2 separate regions of the Oryctolagus cuniculus genome follow, and region 2 is linked to region 1. Evidence: chromatin contacts called from public Micro-C data. All regions are on one chromosome and are shown on one strand. Each heading gives the region's core, a stretch centred on a gene start, on an enhancer-like site or on the middle of the called end of the contact. The rest is flanking DNA. Distances are from core to core; before and after follow the strand shown.

Region 1 (4,610 bases), core at 1,560-4,059:
TGGTGTGTGTCCTGGCTGCAGAACCCTTGCTGTCTCCTGCCAGCCCCAGATGTCGTGTAGATGCTGGCCCTGGAGACCCAGCCTGTGGGCTCCCCTCGGCCGCATCTCCCACATGCCGCTTGCTGCTATCCCCCAGCAGAAACCTTGCATACACGTGGCTGGGCTCCTGGCTCACAGACAGTCCAAATAAGAGCCGGGCTGGCGAGGCTTGCTGGACTGGGGGTGGGGGCGGGTACAACTCACCACAATCACCAGAGTCACAGCGGGCCCCAGAGACACAGGCAGGAATCACCCCCAAGGTAGAGAGACAGAGCTTGGAAAGAAAAAGCATAGAATCAGAATGTGTGTGGCTTTTTCTTTTTTTTTAAGGTCTATTTTATTTATTTGAAAGGCAGAGTGACAGAAAGAGGGAGAGACAGAGCTTCCATCTGCTGGTTTACTCCCCAAATGGCCACAATGGCTGGACCTGGGCCAGGCCATGGCCAAGGCCAAGAGCTTCATCCGGGTCTGCCACCTGGGTACAGGGGCCCAAGCACTTGGGCCATCTTCCTCTGCTTTCCCTTGGGCCATCTTTCTCTGCTTTCCCAGGCTCATTAGCAGGGAGCTTGATTGGAAGTGGAGCATCTGGGACTCGAACTGGCGCCCATATGGGGTGGCATGCTGCACTACAGTGCTGGCCCCCAGCAAGTGTTTTAGTCTGGAAAATGAACCCAGTGTTAGTCTTCAAGTGTCTGACAAAGTCATGGAGATTCCATTTTGGGGAACTGTTAACCCTCTCTGAGACTAGGGAGGGGGAGGAGACTGGCAAAGCCATCAGTGAAATGTCCCAGCCTCACAGAGCGAGAGCCCTCCAAGGAAGCTTGACGCTTAGGGCCAGGGACTTGAAAAGCACATGGAGGGCTGGCGCTGTGGTATAGCAGGTAAAGCTGCCATCCGCAGCGCTGGCATCTCATGTGGGTGAAGGTTCGAATCCCAGCTGCTCCACTTCCAATCCAGCTCCCTGTTAGTGCACCTGGGAAAGCAGCAGAGGATGGCCCAAGTGGTTGGGCCCCTGCATCCACATGGGAGATCCCAAAGAAGCTCCTGGCTCCTGGCTTGGTCCTGGCCGAGCCCCAGCTGTTTCAGCCTTCTCCTTCTCTCTCTCTGTAACTGTGACTTTCAAATAAATATTTTTTTTTTAAAAAAGCCTGTAGGACCCTCGGACCCTCCGAGAGTTTATACTGTTAAGGGGGACAGGGCTTTGGGCATCTCAGTGTTGCTTTGACCAAGTTGAGCTTTGCCTTCCAGATTCCGTACATAGAAACGAGTGCCAAGGACCCCCCTCTCAACGTGGACAAAGCCTTCCATGACCTCGTTAGAGTAATTAGGTGAGCGCCTCCCACCTCCCTAGCAGTGCCGTGCAGTGGGCACCTGGCTGTAGCCATGGGCTCTGCCAACGGCCCTGGCTCTGAGGCCGAGGCTGGCTGTTCTGGGTCTGCTTCTGCGTCTCCTGTTCCCCCTTCCGTGTCTTTCCCCTGCCTTTTCCACCCGCCCCCGCCCTCCCCCTGGCTGCAGACCCCTTCAGTCTCAGGCCCCTGGAGGGTGGCTCCCTGCAGCCCAGCAGCCTTGATCCAGAAGCTTGCATCGTGGTGAGAAGTGAGGCCCTCGCCTCTCCCCTGCCCCCAGAGCAGAGCCCTCTCTGCACGCCCCACATTCTGATTCCAGGGCTCAGGGCCTGGAGCCGCGTGTGTCTGCTTTGTAGAGAAGGCGGGGCACTGTGGGTCTCCTGTGTAGTCAGCAGTACCCGGGAGCCTCTAGAATAGTCCTTCATACCCTCACGGCCCAGACCCTAATCACCAGTGCTCAGGAGGCTGGGAGGACCCCCTGGCTGCACTCCCCATCACTGTCTCCACCCCACCCCCTCTCGCCAGCGAGTCTCGGGTACTGAGCACCAAGTTGGCCTTTGCACAGGTGAACCCAGACCCGGGGCTCCAGCAGTGTGCGTGCCTGTCATCCCCTCCGCCCCGCGCTGTCCACACCCCACATGTCCATCGCCCAGCGTCACGGGCAAAGCAGGGCCTGCACACCAGGGCTTCGATGCCGGGTTTGTGCTCTTGGGATGAGCTGCCCTGGGGCACCTTGCCTGCAGCTGGGAGAAGCTCCTGTCCGGAAGCTTGCGTTGACTGCCTCAGTGGGGACCTGTGGTTCCCAGGGCAGCTGCAGACCTGGGAAAAGCCAACAGAAAGCGTGTCAGCACGCCTTTGCCCTCACTAAGCTGCCCTGCTGGCTCACTTAGAATGCGAAACACGGATGTCAATGGCAACATGCCACGAAACCCGACCTCACTGAGGCGTGAATGTAAGCAGCCGCAGCACGGTGTTGGCAGGTCCCCCGAGCGGGGGAGACTTCGAGTTCCCTGCCTCTCCCTCCCCAGTGTCTAGGCCTCCAGAGACAGACACCATCCTGCCAGGGCCCCCTCCTGTGGCCAGGTCAGCAGCCACCCACGGTTTGTCCCCGGCTGGCCCAGCCACCCAGCACCTGCACAGGCCCGGGGGCGGGTGAGGGAGGAGGGGCCAGGAGAAGCAGAGGCCAATCTGACTTGTTTGTCCTTCATTGTTCCAAAAGGCAACAGATCCCCGAAAAAAGCCAGAAGAAGAAGAAGAAAACCAAATGGCGGGGAGACCGGGCCACTGGCACCCACAAACTGCAGTGCGTGATCTTGTGACGGGCCTGAGGTCCGGGGTGCAGTGACCACGACCCGGCCAGCCCTCGGGACCCCTCCACCACCTAACCGCACTGAGCACTCTTTCTAACCACCACCCGCGGCCTGAGGCCTCGCACAGGAAGGGAGACAGGGAGGGAGGGCAGGGAGCCGGCAGGGGCGGGCCTTGCTCGGGGGCCAGGGCTTCCTCCTTTCCCCCAGGAGATGAGGAAGCCCCTGTTGAGCTTGCTGAGCCGCCTCCTCGGAGGTGTGCTGTTTCTCTCACCTCATGGGCGTGGAAATGTCTGTCCACCTACACATACAGAACAAGCCCTGAGCAAGCTTCCGCCCTTGCCCGCAGCTCCTCGGTGTCTGAGCTTGGGCGTCTTTTGTAGATTTTTAAATTATTTTAATGATTGTTGTTTTCCTAAAGGGGTCTGTACCCACTGCTACAGAGCCCCCTAACCTCCCAATCACAGGTCTGAGATGTTGTTATTGTAGACTCTGTTCTCCCAGCGGTGCCCAAACTGAACCCGATAAGAAAGTAGAGTGTCGGAGAGGACCGGTGTCAGCGGGAGCTGTGGCTTCGGGCCCTGGACTGTGGGTCCAGCTGGGAGGGGTGCGGCCCTACTCGTGGCCTGGACGGGAGAGACGGGAAGTGCTGACTGCCAGGGCTTTGCAGGTTGAGGCTGCAGATGTTAGAAGAGGGGGTTTTACTTTGCCGAGGGCAGTGGCTGGCACAAGCGTGCCAGTTCTAAGAGGAGTTTTCATTGTCCAGCAAATGTATGCAGTAAGTTGATCAGCTTTGCAAAAGTGTTGCTGGGTTTTCAGGGAGGGTGGGGTCAGCAGTGTGCTCGCGGATGTGTGAGAGGGCGCTGGCCGGCTCAGACCCGTCGCCTCCTGCACTGTCCATCCCGTGGGCTGCCTGCTGCCTTTCTGACCTAAGTGCGCAGACACCATCTGGAAAACTGGTTCCTGCTGAATCTTCACCCAGACCGATTCAGTGCTGTCGTCAGTGAAACAGCACCCGGACCGGAAGCCATTTTCCTACTCCAGAAGGACAGTCGGTGAGCAAGCCCTTTCTGGAATTTGAAGACTGAGCAATTCGGCTGCCTTGGAACATCCTTTTAGCAACCTCTTGGCTCTTGACTGGACTCCATCACCAGAGAAGAAAGGCGGGTCTGGCTGACGTGCCGGTGCCAGCAGCCAGGTGGGGGGAGGGGCAGCAGCACGCACGCCCCCGAAGGGAGGGCCACAGCTGGTGCCCTTATTTCCCAGATGTCACATATGAGGTCACCAAACCAACGAGGGCACCCGCAGCAGGCCGCCTGGCCACTCTTAGGAGAAAGAGCCCCAGGGAAGACAAGCGCCTACTGTCCGTCGGGGCGCCTGGATCCTCTGACAGTCCCCAACCCGGCGAGCTCGCCAGCTGGAGGATGATTCTGCTGCAAGAGGAGGCTTGGGACTCTGGCTAGTCGGAGGTCACAGTTAGCAGTCTACATGGCCCTGTATTTCTGCATGGGAGGATGAGAGAGAACATTCCAGATGAGGCCCTTCAGAGTCCCCCCAGTCCTGTACTGCTAACAGGCATTCTGAACCCCAGGAGGACAAAGCTGTTTCCAAGCCTTAGACTTCTCCGAGTCACCAGCTTCGCAGCCCCGTGTGTGATGGCAGCTGCCAGCTGGGGGTGCGGGCCAGGAGAGGTGAGGATGGAGACGCTTTGCACTGACAGAGACGGAGGAGACAAGAAGCCCCGCTCACGGGACGATGGCACCAGCAGCTGCTCCCGGCAGTGGAGGTAGGTCGTTGACCTGGAGCAGATAATGCGCTGCACTCAAGGGCTCGCAGCGCTGCTGGTCTGCCCCCCGCCCTCTGCCGGCCCATCTTCCAGCGCATGGATCCTGCATTGGCCCACAGCTCAGTTCCACTG
Region 2 (4,610 bases), core at 1,437-3,936, 45 kb before region 1:
GAAAGACAGAAAAAGAGATGGACCAACAGATCTCCCATCTGCTGGTTGGTTCACTCTGCAAACAGCCACACTGACGGAAGCTGGGCCAAGCCCAGTGGCAGAGCTGGGAGCTCAGTCCAGGTCTCCCGTGTGGGCGGCAGTGACCCATCAGGAGCCATCACCTGCTGCTTCCCAGCGCCCACAGAAGCTGAACTGGGAGCAAAGCCAGAGCGAGAGCCCAGGTGCTCTGATGTGGGATGTGGGCATCTTAACCTCTAGGTCAAATGCCCAGCCCACATAAGAAGTGACAAAATGATGCTGGAGGTGAAACCTGCAGGGGCAGATCATCCACGCCAGTTTGCCAGGAAGAAGTTAACCTTGCCTGTGCCTTAACTGAAGAGCATGGACAGTTAACATCAGAAATGCTGCCTCCCACCACCGACAGCTCAGCTGGCCAGGTTCACAATTCTGACTGAAAAACTAAGATCAAGGACATCTGCTCTCCAGGTTGCACCCAGACCAGCTGAAGACAGGAGCAGAGCTTTCAATGGAAATTTTAAACAAGTGGGAGCAGACCCTGAAGCATCTCTTTAAAGAAGTAGAACAGGAGTCGGCACTGCGGCATCGTGGGTAAAGCCTCTGCCTACAGTGCCAGCATCCCATATAGACGCCGGTTCGAATCCTGGCTGCCCTTCTTTCGATCCAGCTCTCCGCTATAGCCTGTGAAAGCAGCGGAAAATGGCCCAAGTCCTTGGGCCCCTGCAACTGCATCGGGGACCCAGAGAAAGCTCCTGGCTCCTGGCTTCAAATGGGGTCAGCTCTGGCCATTACAGCCATTTGGGGAGTGAACCAGCAGGTGGAAGACCTCTCTCTCTCCCTGCCTCTCCTCCTCTGTAACTCTGCCTTTCAAATAAATAAGTAAATCTTAAAAAGAATTATAACAGGAGGTGAAATTACCAGTATGAACCTGAAGACAAAGCAATGGCTATGGGGCTGGCACTGTGGCTTAGCAGGTTAAGTCTCCACCTGTGGCACAGGCCTTCCATTTTTTTTTTTTTTGGTTAGTAATGTAAAAGGGATTGAGTTGACATGGTTAAACTCCCAGACTCCTCATTTCTTTAGGAATGGTCTAAATGATTGGTATCATTACTTACAAAAATGTCTTAAACATGATGGAACTTATATGGTGAAATAAAATTTATATTTTGGGGAGCTGGTATTGTGGTATAGCCTGTGAGCCGACATGCCATATGAGCACTGGTTCGAGTCCCCACTGCCCCATTTCGATCCAGCTTCCTGCTAATGCACCCGGGAAAGCAGCAGATGAGCAATCCTTGGACCCCTATTGCCCACATGGGAGACCCAGAGGGAGTTCCAGGATTCCGGCTTCAGCCTAGCCCCACCTGGGCCTCTGCCTTTCAAGTAAATAAGATAAGATAAAGCAAATCTTTTTCAAAAATTGTTTTTATTTTCCTCTTTTAATTCCATTTTCAATAAACTTATTGCAGTCCTAAATACAACTCTGCAATTCCACTCCCAACTAGGCAGTAGCCTCCCCCAGCCCCCTTACACACAGTTTCACCTTCTATGGGTTTGATTACCCATGGTCAACCTTGGCCTGAAAATATTCCATGCAAAATTCCAGGAATAAACAATCTCACAAGTGTTACAATTCTGAGAAGTGGATGAAATCTCTTGATGTCTCACCCCATCCAGCTTGTGATGTGAGCCAGCCCTTTGTCCAGCGTATCCATGCTGTGTGTGCTATCCTCCATTAGTCACTTAGTAGCTGCCTCGGGCATCCCATCAACCATTGTGGTAACCATTGTGTCCTGATTACACTTAATTTACTTCACAGTGGCCCCAAAGCACAAGACCAATGAGGCTGGAAAATTAGTACAGTACAATTTTTCTATTATGTTATTAGCAATTAGTGTTACTATCTTACTGTATCTACCTTATAAATTAAACTTTATCATAGGTTTGTATATGTAGGAAAAGCATTCCATAGGAGGGCACCTCAAAACACTCACTGAAAAATGGAATTAAAAGGTAAGTTTATATTGGTGCAGAACAATTTTGAAACACATGCAGAGTTCTCTCATATTAGGCATTTATCACATGGTTGGTATTATGTCTGCAATTTCAGGTACCCACTGGGCATCCCGGGATGTACCCTCTGAGGATAAAGGGGAATTACTGTGTACCAAATGAAAAGTGAAAGCGTATCTTCTTGCAAAGGCTTGTATAAGCATGTCCACAGCGGCTTATTCATAACAGCCCCGAAGCAGAAACCAAAAATCCATCAGCCAACGACTGGATAAAGAAGACGTTGGGAATACATGCACACTTTTGATGGAATATTATTCAGTCATGAAAAGGAACAAGGCAGTGCTACCTGTTACAACACCCTGGAAGCCTCCTGCACCTGCTGTTTGGTTCCATGATAGATGTCCATGACAGAAACTCCGAGGAGACAGAAAGGGTCTGGGGGACGGGAGAATGAGGCGTGGTTGCTCATGGGCAGTTTTGGCGATTGGCGATGAAAATGTCCTGGACACTGTGTCGCCAACATACTAAATGACCCCGTGAGCTGTACACGGTAGAAGGTGGAGTTTTACGGCGTGTGAATTATCTCTCAACTTTTGAAACGGGAACGTCACGCTCTTGGAGAGGAATGGGAGAAGTGAACCAGGAAACAGTGTCGCCAGTCCAGTCGCAGCCGCCCCGCGGAGGCTGAAGCCCGGGAGGGAGGCTCGCAGCGCGAGGCTCTAGGAGACGCCGCGACGGGAGGCAGGATCCTGGAAGGAGGGCGGCTCGGGATTCGCCGAGGGCGGCGGGCATCGCGCAGGACCGGGACGCCGCCTCCGGGCTCCCAAATTGGCGGCGCCACGGCGGAGACTGAAAGGTGGGGGAGCGCGGAGGTCCCTCCAGAGGCTCGGCGTCCACCTCAAAGCCAGCTCCCGATGCCACGGCGCCGACCCCCTTAGGTGCGAGGGGCCGGCCCCGGCCCTCGCGCCCTGTCTGGCCTTAGGGACGCGGCGCGGGTGGGCTGGGCTTGGCTGGGCTCGCGTCCCGGGAACCCGGCACACGCGGGGGCGGCCGGGCCGAGGCTCTGGAGCCGGGCTCCCCGCCGCGCCCGCCGCAGCGCTCTATTTTTAGCAGGCGCTGTTGCAATATAAGGAATGCGCGCCCTGGGCACGCGCGGCTGCGCGGTCTCTTTAAGACGGCGCCGGGGCGGGGACGGGCAGAGCGGCCGGCGGGCCGGCTGGCGGGGAGCCGTCAGTCCGGCTGCCGCGGGGCCCGGCGGGCGGGCGGGCGCTGCTGCTGCCGCCGCCTCGGCGCGCGCGTGGAGGAGGCGGCCTGAGGGCCGGAGCCGAGCCCGGGCTGCAGCGCGCGGTGAGTGCCCCCCCGGCAGCCGCGGAGGGCCCGGCGCCGGCCGCGCTGTCCCCCGCCCGGTCGGCGCTTTGTTCCGGGGCGGGAGGTGTGGCCGCCCCCGGACTCTGCTGCGCTCTCCACGCGCCGGGGGCGCCCTGGGACTAGCGCTGCGTGGCCTTTTGCCCCCGCGGAGGGCTCCGGCATAACGGTGTGCGGCCGGGAAATCTGCCGCGACCGAGACCCTAGGGGAGGGCCTGCTCACCGCTCCGGGGACCCTTTCCTGGTGGTCACCGTGGGTTCCTTGGCTGACGCGGCGCGGAGATGGGCGGCGGGACTGGGGTGGGGGGCTCCTCCCCGCCCCCTCCTCCTTTAAAATGGCGTTAATGAGGACAGAGATCCGCCCGGGGAGTTGTCAGATTCGTACGAATAATCAAAAGCAGCTTGCTTCATAAACAAGCCTTCCCTGCGCCCGGGGGCTCTGCTCACCACTGGGGCCTGGGCTCCTACCTTGACCTGACTGGGCCCTGGGCGCCCACCGTGTGTGTCAGGCACAGCGCCAGCTCCTGCCCCGCAGGCTCGGCCCGGGCGCAGAGGGAATGACTCCCCGGCGTGGTCCCTGGTGGGATCAGGTTAGTCCGGGAACGGTGGGCGCGCTGAGGGACCCCCGCTCCCGTGCGAGGAGGTCAGGGAAGACTTCCCAGGGGCGGGGAGGCGGGGCCGGAATGGGCGCCGGACACCCCGTTAGAGTCTGGAGAGTGACTGGTGTTGGGCTGGGGCAGAGTGCAGACTGGAAAGTGGACCAAGCCCTTCACCGCCGGGTCCCTGACGGCAGAGTTCTGGGATTCCCCCCACCCCGCTAGCGGGGAACCTCCTTGGGGTCCAGTGTGGTTCTCCACTGTGGCCCAGACCTGCCTGCAGAGGCTAACAGACAAGGCTGAAATGGTCGCCTCCAGGGTTTCCCTGGGGGCGGAGTAAGAGGGGGTGTGGCTTAGAAGTCCCCTAGCCGGCCTCTAATCACGTACCCCCCAGGGTTTACAGACAGGGACCCAGCACCTGTGCCGTTGTCCCCGTGGGGGACCTGAGGCTGCAGAGGGTCCTCCCTGGCCCAAGTGCCTATCTGAGGGGCGAGCCTTTGACCACCAGTGTGTCCTGGCTCCTGGCGCGAGGGTCTGGGGCCGTGTGAATTATGCTCTTGGAGTGTGGTACCCGTGCAGCCGTTCCCGGGCTGGTGGGAGTGTGTGGTAGTGAGCTGT

What was found. Hi-C and Micro-C count contacts between places; a contact is called where the count stands out from the background.
Region 2: a Micro-C map of ear pinna shows a contact between it and region 1, with 2.1 times the contacts expected there. The contact joins the promoter of MRAS here to the enhancer-like site in region 1. A contact is called at or near these places in 3 of 6 Hi-C or Micro-C datasets (ear pinna, psoas muscle and an unstated tissue).

The regions. Positions count from the first base shown.
Region 1 is chr4:143,324,965-143,329,574 of mOryCun1.1, reverse strand. It overlaps MRAS (muscle RAS oncogene homolog), which reads left to right. Exons shown (of 6, transcript XM_051818636.2): 5 at 1,288-1,367; 6 at 2,605-4,610. The coding sequence ends at 2,704. Among named protein-coding and RNA genes, the nearest start is that of ESYT3, 26 kb to the right of the region's middle. Within about 2 kb of position 2,809, at least 1 of the 8 cell types and tissues checked has an H3K27ac peak or open chromatin away from gene starts, as enhancers often do. A contact at or near this core is called in ear pinna, where this site is marked.
Region 2 is chr4:143,370,185-143,374,794 of mOryCun1.1, reverse strand. MRAS (muscle RAS oncogene homolog) reads left to right here and starts at 2,686. Exons shown (of 6, transcript XM_051818636.2): 1 at 2,686-2,887. It overlaps LOC138849503 (a long non-coding RNA gene), which reads left to right. Exons shown (of 2, transcript XR_011388391.1): 2 at 2,129-2,350.